Linked DNA regions of Urocitellus parryii: region 1 is linked to region 2. Evidence: chromatin contacts called from public Hi-C data. All regions are on one chromosome and are shown on one strand. The core of a region is the stretch at or near the end of the contact, and the rest is flanking DNA. Distances in the headings are between cores, read along the strand shown.

Region 1 (5,343 bases), core at 1,084-3,583, 220 kb after region 2:
AAATGAGATCCCCAAGGAAGTGCAGGTAATTATAAAGCAAATTCAGGAGACTGAGCCGTGGACACTTACTACAGTATTCAAAGACATTTCTACTGATTAATAATACTGCTATTATTTTTATGTTTAAAAACATCATTAAAAAATAGTTGAGAAGAATGAATTTATATCAAATTATTTTCCAAGCTATGGCTCCTACGGTCTCATTTATGCTATCACTATTGCTCAGACTCAAGGTAGTACATTGTAGTGGGAAGATCAGCAAGTAAACAGTAACAGAAGAATAGGAAGTTCTCTTTCTTTACCTATCATTTCACTTTCCTGTGTATGTATGTGATATATATATATATCTCCTTAGGAAGATAAGATCATCAACCCCAAGAGTCATGAGTAGAGTGGGCTTACTCTGCTAAAAAGTATATACAAACCTATAATTATAACACTGAAAATTATAAATCAAAATTTTCCTAAAAAAATCATTAGATACTCATTCATACAAATATAACAATTCACAAGTTAAGTTTTGATATCTGGGCCCAGAACACTGGCAATCTATAAAAGTTAACAAGGTCACATGTGCACATTTACACATAACTATGCTTGAGTTCTGGACACACCATACATCTAAGATGTTTACCTGAAGCAAATAACCACCTCCCTCATATCACTATAGTACACTTCCCACCAGTACTAGTTAGAGGAGTATGTATGTGTGTATGATGATAAACAGCAATGAGGAAGATAGTTTTTAAAAAACAAGATTAAAAAAAAAAAAAAAAGACAAGATTTTTATTCTGACAACCAAAATCTGAAAAAGTCGAAAATCTGCTCTAGAAATTGTGATGAAGCTTGGTACATGCCCACAGCCTAATGCATCTGTATGAAAACAAATGACAAATAGGTAAGAAAGCACCATTATCAAATATACCTTTATTGCAATGTAAATACCAGTATATTAAAGAAATCCAGTATTTCCTCTTCCTTTTCTTATCTCTTTTTTGTCCCTATCTCTGCTTTGAGGGCTATAAGTATACACTCATTATGGATAACTAAACCTCTTTAGAGCTTTTTGAAAAATAGTGTTGAGGTTGACCATAACCACTGACTGAACCCTGTAACTGCTTGGCAGCACGGCCCATGAAGTCTTTTGTAGCCCCAGTTAAGGGAGCCAACTGACTAATAATGTAAGAACAGATAACTGCCTTCAATTTCCTGCAAACCCTTGGGTCCACACCCAGTTGCTTTCACCTCAAAGTCTTTAAACTTTAACTCTACATAATTACATATACATATTATAATCACTACCACCTGATTTCAGATTTCATGAACCAGGGACAAATAAATATAGTACAGCGATCGGGCATACTTGATAAAATCTTCAAGAAGCCATCTGTTCAGCAAATATGTGGTCTCTTAGCTCTCCAATCCCATTCTGCCTGGCCAAGCGAGGGGAAACCCAGAAATTTCAACCTTCTCCCACCACCAATATTAAGACAAAAAAAAAAAAATAGTGGCAAGCAACTTTGGTCATATTGTCATGTCCGCAGCAGGTATATCCTGTCCTTGTCAGAGTCCTCAATTCTTTTCCTCATTCAGGACACCCCCACTCGCTCCCACCTGACAGTCCCAACGACCACACCTACCCCGACTGAAGGCCTCCCAAACTTGACAAAACTGTCCACAGGATCTGACCTGAGAACCTCAAGGTTCCTATCCCCCACCCAGGTGAGGGCTCATTTCCCCGCCCCCAACCGCCTTGAAAACGTATACACAATATAATACTGTCCAGAGATGGCCCAAACCTCCTCTCTCAACGTCCCCACTTTATCTGGGAAGTCCTCGTCCCATCCCGGCCCCGCCACCCACCGGGAGGCCCATCCCACACACCCTCCAGATGGGTCTCCAAGAATGGGGTGCAACTGCGGGGAGCACGAGGTGGCGCGTGCGAGCGCCGCGGGATCCGAGACGCGGGCCAGGTGGCCGGCGCTGTGCCCGTAGTGCGACGCGTACCCACGTAGGCGCGCGTGGCGGAGGGGCGTTTGGGTGGTGGGGGCGAGACCTGGAACCTGTCTCCTCACCTACTGGGAGCCCCTTACCTCCCTCCGCGCGACCGCAGCTCCACTGGCTCCGGCTCCTACGGCTCCGCCACTCATCGGCGTTCCGCGCCCGCTCGGAATATATACCCTCATCCGGGGGGCCAGGGCGGCGGGGCGGGCCGGGAGCTGGGGCCGAGGGGAGCGCCAGCCCGGGCCACCCCGCCTCTCTCGCCGCTCTGAGTGGCTGCCGGTGCGGGGAGGAGCGGAAGCCGACCGCCCTGACACGTCAACGGCGTGAGCGCAAGCCTCGAGGCGGGCACCCAGAGGGGCGCGGCGCGAGGCGGGGCCTCTTCGCGTCATTCACTCTCTGGCCCAATAGGGAGGCCCCGGGCGTCCTGTCAATAGGACAAGCCGGGGGCGGGGTCAATTGCGTCCGCTCTCTGGGGCCCGGCCAGACGACCCGGGGCTGTGAGCCAGTATCTCTTAGTCGTCCCTTTGGCCCAGAGCCGCGGGGCGCACACCCTGTCCAGAAGCGGATCAGAGTTGGGCGGAGAGTTGTATCTCTGCAGGGCAGATTTCCGGACACCCACGCAGATGGTTGAGAAAGGACCACCGATTTCTCCGGAAAAACTTCCAGGGCGGGCCTGGGGCGCCCTCTGACCTTGGGCTAGTTATTTCGTCTCAGGTTCGCTAGATACCTGGGCGGGCCCCCAACTTCCTCGGGGGTGTTTTTGAGTCCCAAGCTGGTGAAGCCAGGCCGCTTTCCTTTTGCAGAACCAGACTTGAAAGAAATGCCAAGAAAAGATATTAGGTAACCTAAAATAGCGGTGAGCTTGCCAATGAGAGGGAGCCCGGGCTCACCCTAAGTTGCCGGTGGATTTAACCTCGATGGCCACTAAGATGGTGATTGAATGACCTCCGGGGCCATTCAAGGGCGGATGTTTAACAGTCCTGTTACACAACCTTTTACGGGTATGCAGATACAGGTTATATATTAAGCACTCTGTCCTTGAAAGTTGTGTTTGCATTTAAAGTTGTGTTTCATTTTTCAGTTTTTGTAAGAAGTCCGATATGAAATATCAAAAGCACCTAGATTTAACATAGGGCTCCTCATAGGGAAATTCAGGCATATTTAGGTGCCTTCCATATTAGTAGTTTTCCTGTTTTAACTTTTTTCTTCTTGCATGTTTTCTATGAGAATTTTAGTGTCAATTTTTTCCAGTTTGTAACTTAACCAGGGGTTGTAATTTATAAATTAATTTTCCATTTGATAATTATTCTTGTGATTTTCAGGAATCACAAAAAATTGTAAAAACAATTGCCCAAACACAAAAGTAAATCTTTAACCAACAGAGCACACAGCTCTGGAGGAAACGGATCAAGGAAGGGTGTGATAGCCAAAGAGTACATTTACCCTCTGGTATCCAGTCAGAATGCCAGGTCACCCAAGAAGCTGTAAATGTCACCAGCAGTTCTGTTTATGGTGGCAGCTGTGCTGCCTTAGGACAGGAATAATGATAGGGAAGTGTTTTTCAGACTTCCAGTTGAAAACAGGTTTAGCCGGACTTGGAAGCAAACACCTGTAATCCCAGAGACTCTGGGGTTTAAGACAGGAGGATCATAAGTTCCAGGCAAGCCTCAGCAACTTAGACCCTGCCTCAAAAGTGTGGGGGTGATTGATGCTGGGAGAGTAGCTCGGTGGTAGGGCACCCCTGAGTCCAATCCCAAACTGGAAGGAGGGAAGGAAACACTAAGATTTAAGGATTAAATGAAGAGCACGAAACCTGTATGCATTGGAGGTTACTTGGAATCTCTTGATATTCATATATGGATACCCCTGAGGTTAAACTATTAAGAGCAAACTGCCACACTTTCAGCATGTATTATTCTTATTCCTTTCTAGGTGATATAATCTCACCATGGGGAATCAAAAGATTCTGTGTCCTCAAGGAATTTAAAGGAGATATGTTCATTTTTAAAGATAAAGGACCATAAGTGGGGCTGGGGATGTGGCTCAAGTGGTAGCGCGCTTGCCTGGCATGCGTGCGGCCTGGGTTCGATCCTCAGCACCACATACCAACAAAAGATGTTGTGTCCGCCGAGAACTAAAAAATAAATATTAAAAATTCTCTCTCTCTCTCTTTCTCTCTCTCTCTCTCTCTCTCTTTAAAAAATAAAAGGACCATAAGTGCCACAGCAAATGCACAAATAGGAGTGAGAGAATAAAAGAATGAAGAAGTTTCCCCAAAGGACAGGCCAATAGGAGAAGAGGTGGGAGGTGTAAAGGACATCTTCACAAGAGGCTGCCCTTTGATGCTTAGCCTTGGAGGCTTTTATGTTTTCCCACTGGTAACACCATCACCTTTTCTTTTTTTTTTTTTTTTTTTTTTTTTTGGATTGGGAATTGAAACAGGAGTGTTTTACCACTGAGCTACATCTCCAATTCTTTTTGATTTTTTATTTGGAGACAGTGTTTCACTAAATTGCTTAGGGTGGCCTCAAACTTGCAAGTGTCCTACCTCAGTTTTTGAGTCTCTGGGATTACAGGAGTGCACCACCACACCCAGCCCATCATCTTCTCTAACCCCTGATTTTTCACTACTTAGTGAAAAAGACCAAGAAATTTGTTCATACATGAAGAATTTAGGAAGTGATGTATCCACCTACATGGTGCTACTCAGGACATTGTGAAATTTTAAGCATCAGAAGTGACTTTACCAAAAGGTATGTATTTTTAGTAACATATCTCATCTTGATTTTTTAAAAAAGATAATTCTTTCATTTGTTAGATGAATGGATGGACAGAAATAAGGAGAGAGATTAGGAAGATGGACATCGTGAGATCTGGAAGAAAAATCATATGAGTTCTTTGATGTCAGTTTCCTTACCCACAATAATTGAGATGATAATATGTGCAGAATTTGAAAAGAGAAATGAGAAAGGCTCAGCTCATAGTAGCGGCTATTCAATAAATGTTAGGTGAGTTAAAAAAGAGAGGGATAGAAAAAAAGCTAAATGGAATAGAAGTATTTGGAACACAAGAAGAGATGTTTTAAATGGACCATTATTGTGAAGAAATTTTAAAATGTAGACAGTCAGTCATACAATAGTAGGTTTTTATTTTTTGTCTTTTAGGCACAATGGGATTTTGGTGGTTTTTATATTCTTTTGGATGCTTTTGGGAAATAAGTTCTGAATCTGCTAAAGTGGAAATTACTTTAATTTTAGAAAAGCAAATGTGTTACTTAACAACTAAAACAGCTGTTTGCTTGAATGGTTTTCCCTACAGTTGTGTCAGAGAGGTGCCAGT
Region 2 (5,524 bases), core at 2,980-5,479:
TTTCAAATATTCCCAAATTCATGAATATCACTATCACCATAATTTCCTAAAACCAGGCAATGCTGCCCATCCCAGAGAAAGAGATTACATCAAAGTTGCACTAAAAGTTGACGAAAGGCAACTGAGACAACTGCCATCTTACCTTCTTCAATGTTCCCTTCTGTTACACAGCCTTAAATTTGTGCTAAATCACTAAATATCTCATTATATTACTAAATTTGCAATAGACACCAAATATCTTGAGTCTTTGGAGGCAACTGAGAATAGTCCATACTACAAATATTAAAACTTAACATTTCAAAAGTCAATTATATTGACATGGGCCATTTTTCACAAAGGATAAAGGTTCTTTTCCACCAAAAAAGGAAAAAAATAATTCAATTTATACAGGTAAGATAACTAGCTGGCTAGGAAGGTCTGGGGAAAGAAGGCCTGCAAATTTCTCTCCTGACTCAGGTTTTTGTTATTGTTATTCTTTTTAGATATCCGTGACAGTAGAGTGTATTTTGACACATTATACACACATGGCATATAGCTTATTCTAATTAGGATATCATTCTTGTGGTTGTAAATAATGTCAAGTTTCACTAGTTGTGTATTCACATATAAACATAGAAAAGTTATGTCTGATTCATTCTACTGTCTTTCCTATTCCCATCCCCCCTTTCCTTCATTACACTTTGTCTAATCCAATGAACTTCTATTCTTCCCCACCCCATCACCAATTGTGTATTAACATCCATATATCAGAGAGAACATTTGGCCTTTGGTTTTGGGGGACTGAATTATTATTTCACTTAGCATGATAGTCTCCAGTTTCATCCATTTACCAGCAAATGCCATAATTTAATTCTTCTTTACGGCTGAGTAATATTTCATTGTGTATATATATATATATCACATTTTCTTTACATTTGTCTGTGGAAGGGCACTTAGGTTGGTTCCATAGCTTTGCTATTGTGAACTGAGCTTCTACAAACATTGATGTGGCTGTGCCACTGTAGTATGCTGATTCTAAGTCCTGTTTGTAACTCTATAAAGAATCTTCATGCAGTTTCAGAGGCTTGAAGACTCTCTAAGTTATGGAAGAATAAGGGGTATAAAACATATCACAATTTATTGGAAAGTAGAACCTGTAAAATCTGTTTTTTTTTTTTTTTTTTTAGAAATATGATGTGACAGAAAACTCCAGGAATTCAGCAAGAGAGAGAAACTAGATGCACAAAGGTCCAAGGCCATAGAGAACAAGAGTGGGGTGAAAATACAGCTTTTGCTTCATAACTTGTGCATTTGTGACAAGGAAATGCAAATGACTATGAAATCACAAAAATAAAATGCAAAGTATTATTGTCCAGGAAATATCCTTACCAAGAACACTTTCCTTGTATCTATCACATTTCCTCTACTGTGCAAGGAAATAAAATAGTTCCCTGTTTCGTAAAGGCCTCAATTATTTAAAAAGAAATAAAAAAGAAGTATGAAAATTAATCAATGTGGATAACACCATGGCTCACACGTATTTTTACTGTAGGATTTATAACCTTTGGGGATCATAAATTCCTCTTAGAATTTAAAGAAAGGATCCTCTGAACCCAGAAAAAAATGTACTGTGCACCGAGGAACAATTCTGTGTGCACTTCCAGGGAAATTAAACACCCAAGTACTCTATTCCTTCATATACCAAAATACTCATCAAATGCTTATCACATGACAATTATTGTACAGATATGAAGAAATCTTTACTGCCTGGGGAAAAAGATTTCTGAGGAGCAAGGAAGAGAACTGAGCTTTAGAACAACCCAACCAGATAAAGTCACATGATCCCATTAGGCATATCTAATATCCTATTTCTGTATTAGTTTCATCAAGTGTTAAATATCAATACTCTCCCTACCAATTAGTGAATTTGTTATGTGGAAGAAATATGTAAAAATCGGTTCAAATATCAAAAGAGTTATATTAATTTAAGCCATTACAACTGACCATATATCAGGGTATATTCACAAATTTATCTTCATGACTGAGAATGGAAATGTGATGTACTGAAATGAAACTGAGATGTATTGAGGATCACTCTACAGATTTTCTCAGCATAATTTCTTACCTGTTCAAAGTTTTCCTATCCTTTGATATTTTATTAAATGTTATGTTACACAATCACATGAGAGAGAAATGAGACAATAGGAGAAATACCTTTGTTTAAGTTCTTTGGCAGCCTCAAACACTGACTGTAAGTTGCTGATATCCACCTGCACAGTGGTGACTTCAGCAGTGGGGTAACAGGCCAACAGAGTAGCACGGACAGCTTCTGCCTTGCCCGAGTTCCTGCACGCCAAACAAAGGTAAAGCTCATTGTCTTCTGCCAGAAGCCTCTTGCAAAGGGCTAGGCCGATGCCACTGAGAAAGCAATTCAGGTACAAGATATATGTAAATTCAGATGGTGCTAAATAAAGGCATTTCTTTCTGACTGTATCAATTTGAGCTCCAAGGAAGAGTAGAGACCAAGAAAAAAAATATTTAAGCATTATTTAAAGAAAAGAGGAATCTGCCACTCTAATAGTCATTTGTTCAGGATGATGTCTCATTTGTTTCTCCCATTCCAAAAAATCTCAATGGCACAATAACTGGTTTTCATTATGTACTTACTGTGCTATTCATGAAAGTGATACATTACTAGCAAGTGTTGAAAAGAGCATTTTATTAGCTGTTTCTTGTGCTTATGGTTTATTTTGCTGTCTACATTCTTCAAGGTCCAGGGCTCCACCACCTATTGGTATCATTGCCACTATAAGGAGCACCAGAAATCCCTGATAAAGGAATGAATGAGTTTTTTAGGAAGAGGCATCAGTGACAGGCAGGAGGTATAAGTCCCTCTCGATTACTGTGACTGAATAACCACTACAAAGAGAAAGAACTCAGTATTATTGAATAGGAGGTAGCAATAAATATTAGATGGGGACCAAGAAAGAGATGCAGGGTCAAGTTTGCTTAGACTTTAAATAAACTACTTCAGAAAGAGCACTATAAAACTTCCCACTAGATGGCGACAGCAGTCAGATCATCTGCTGGGACTAATGAAAACCGGGGCAATAAATTAAATATTAGAATTCCAAAAAGAGCCTGAAACCATCAGTAATATGTTGGTACTACCAATGCTGCATCAAGTATGTTATGTTTATTCATCTTCACTAAAGAATAACAGGACTTTAAATATAAAATTGCACATATCACAATATATGAAAAAGAAGCATACACTAAGTCAGCCCTGCTTTATTTATCCCCCATTGGCAAAGTAGAGGGCATACCGAAAAACTGTCCATGGCAGACAGCTACATAGCTGATTTAGTTGGTGTGAATATGGTTAGATAACTGAAGCAGGGCAATCTTAAATGACATTTACCATATTTCTGTCTTAATCTCTCAAAACGCCAAAAAGCAATTGGTAGAAAAATGGATTGATTGATTTTATCCTCCACACATCCTTCGTGAAAGTACAAATGAGAAGTAAAACAGTCAGTCAATAAAGGAGGCTGAGAGTCCAGGTGAGCAATCCCAGAATATTTATGAGCTAATTACTTTGCACTCGGACGGACTATGCCTTAACAGGAATCATGTTTTCCTATGTTCCTATCATATACTCTGTATTACAGAGTATGTGTTAGTGCTGTGTGAAATGAAATAAGACACCAGCTCCCCACCGCGCGCGCGGGCTCCTGATGCTCATGGAAGTTGAAATTTTAAAACTAGGAGCATAAGACATGGCCACGTGCTCAGCACCGAACTAAACTTCAGGAATTCACAGTGTATACTTCAGAGTGGGTCAAAGGCGTGTGCAGGGTCCGCGTAGGAATCTTCCCTTTCCCTGGATAATCACAAGCAACCCTGACGACTTACTGGTGGTGTAGTTCTCCCTTACACTGCCATGTTTTCATTCAAAGCACCAGTTTCTGAGTACCTCAAGGGGCCAGCATGCCCCATACCTTGGCGAAGGAACCAGAGAATAGTAGGATGGGGTCTCGGCCCAAGTCCCCAACGGAGCAAATTCAAAGACAGGCAACTGCCCGGGTTGTCAACGGCAGGTCGCCGGCTTCTGCTCCCTCCGACCCCAGAACGCAGCCTCTGCAATCCCCAAAGAGCCCTCACCTGCTCGCCCCGGTGACCAAAACCACCTTTCGCATCTTCGCACACTCAAGAGCCGAGCCGTAAAGCAGGTCCTCACCTCAGCGTTCGGAACCCCTGCGAATTCATACTAACTTTGGAACCTCCTCCCTCCCCCGCCCCGCCCCCAGAGAGGCTGCACCCTAGCGTACACCCACCAATGGGGGAACCGATCGGGACTCTTGCGTCATCGACTCCGCACCGTGCCTGCCAATCGCAGTCTGCCGTCGGCGCGCAACGCCTAAGCCGGGTGGAGTGAGATAGGCCGAGGGGCGGAGCCGCGTGACGCAGAGCGTCAAGCCAATCCAGGAAGTCCCCGCCTACTCCGGGGCGCAGGTGCCTCCCGCCCCGCTGCTCCAGGCTTGGGCCAGCTGCGTTTTTCCGCGTGGTGGTGCTCTTTGAGCAGAGCATGGGTTGCCGTGGCTCACACAGAGTCCATGTACTGGAGCCTCAGAATGGCATTAGGATGGTTGCACCAGAGCTTGTATTAGAGAAAAGGGATAGATACAGGAGCTAAGGTTCAGGGATTATGTGCTTTTCCACTGTTTTTTTTTTTTTTATGTTTATCACATTTATTAGTAATGTGCAACAATGTTTAAGATGTCATCAAGTAAAAATAATGCATATTATACATAATTATGTGAAGCATATATTAACTTTTGAAAAACATTGCCTAAAATAGAAAATCTGAATATATGTGAATTTCTTATTTATGAATTGTGAAACTTGGAAGAAATATTTCTATGTTTTGTATTTTATCATTTTATTTAAAAAATCTCTCATATAACTACAATTAAGAAAAAGAATAAAAGGGATAAAGGGAAAGTGAGGAAATTAAGAAATAAAGATAAATGCTTGAAACTTTCTAACAAAATAAATTTAAAATGATCACTTACTTGTCTCATGTAAAATGAACATTGTATTAAAATGGATAGTATTGCATTATTTAGAATTCTTTGCATTTAACACATTTAAAAAGTCAACCTAACTTATGCAAGTAATAATGTGATTACAATTTGTAACTAGTTAAAAAAAAAAAGTGTGTCACATTAGATTGGGTAGAGAGAAGTGATGGGAGGGGAGGAGAAGGCCAGATAGGAAGGGCAGCAGAATAAAATAGACATTATTATTGCTGTATGTATATAGGTGACTGTATGACCAATGTGATTCTGCAACCTGTACAATCAGAAAAATGAGAAATTTTCCACTGTTTTTTGAGTGTATAGATCCAGCTTAATCCTCTTTGGGAAAATGAACATTGACTTTATTAAGAATTTTCTGTAGAATCATGCATGAAATACCAATCTTCAAAGATTGGAATGTGGTATGGAATCAGATATTCTCAGAACTTCATTCTCAGAATGAT

What was found. A called contact is a pair of places that touch in the nucleus more often than the background predicts.
Region 1: a contact with region 2 is called in a Hi-C map of muscle, with 4 times the contacts expected there. The contact joins the promoter of Uap1 here to the promoter of Hsd17b7 in region 2. A contact is called at or near these places in 2 of 2 Hi-C or Micro-C datasets (liver and muscle).

What each region holds. Positions count from the first base shown.
Region 1 is chr11:113,986,409-113,991,751 of mUroPar1.hap1, forward strand. It overlaps Uap1 (UDP-N-acetylglucosamine pyrophosphorylase 1), which reads right to left and starts at 2,334. Exons shown (of 11, transcript XM_026412685.2): 1 at 2,094-2,334. The coding sequence starts at 2,186.
Region 2 is chr11:113,765,300-113,770,823 of mUroPar1.hap1, forward strand. It overlaps Hsd17b7 (hydroxysteroid 17-beta dehydrogenase 7), which reads right to left and starts at 4,230. Exons shown (of 9, transcript XM_026412686.2): 1 at 4,144-4,230; 2 at 2,194-2,397. The coding sequence starts at 4,178.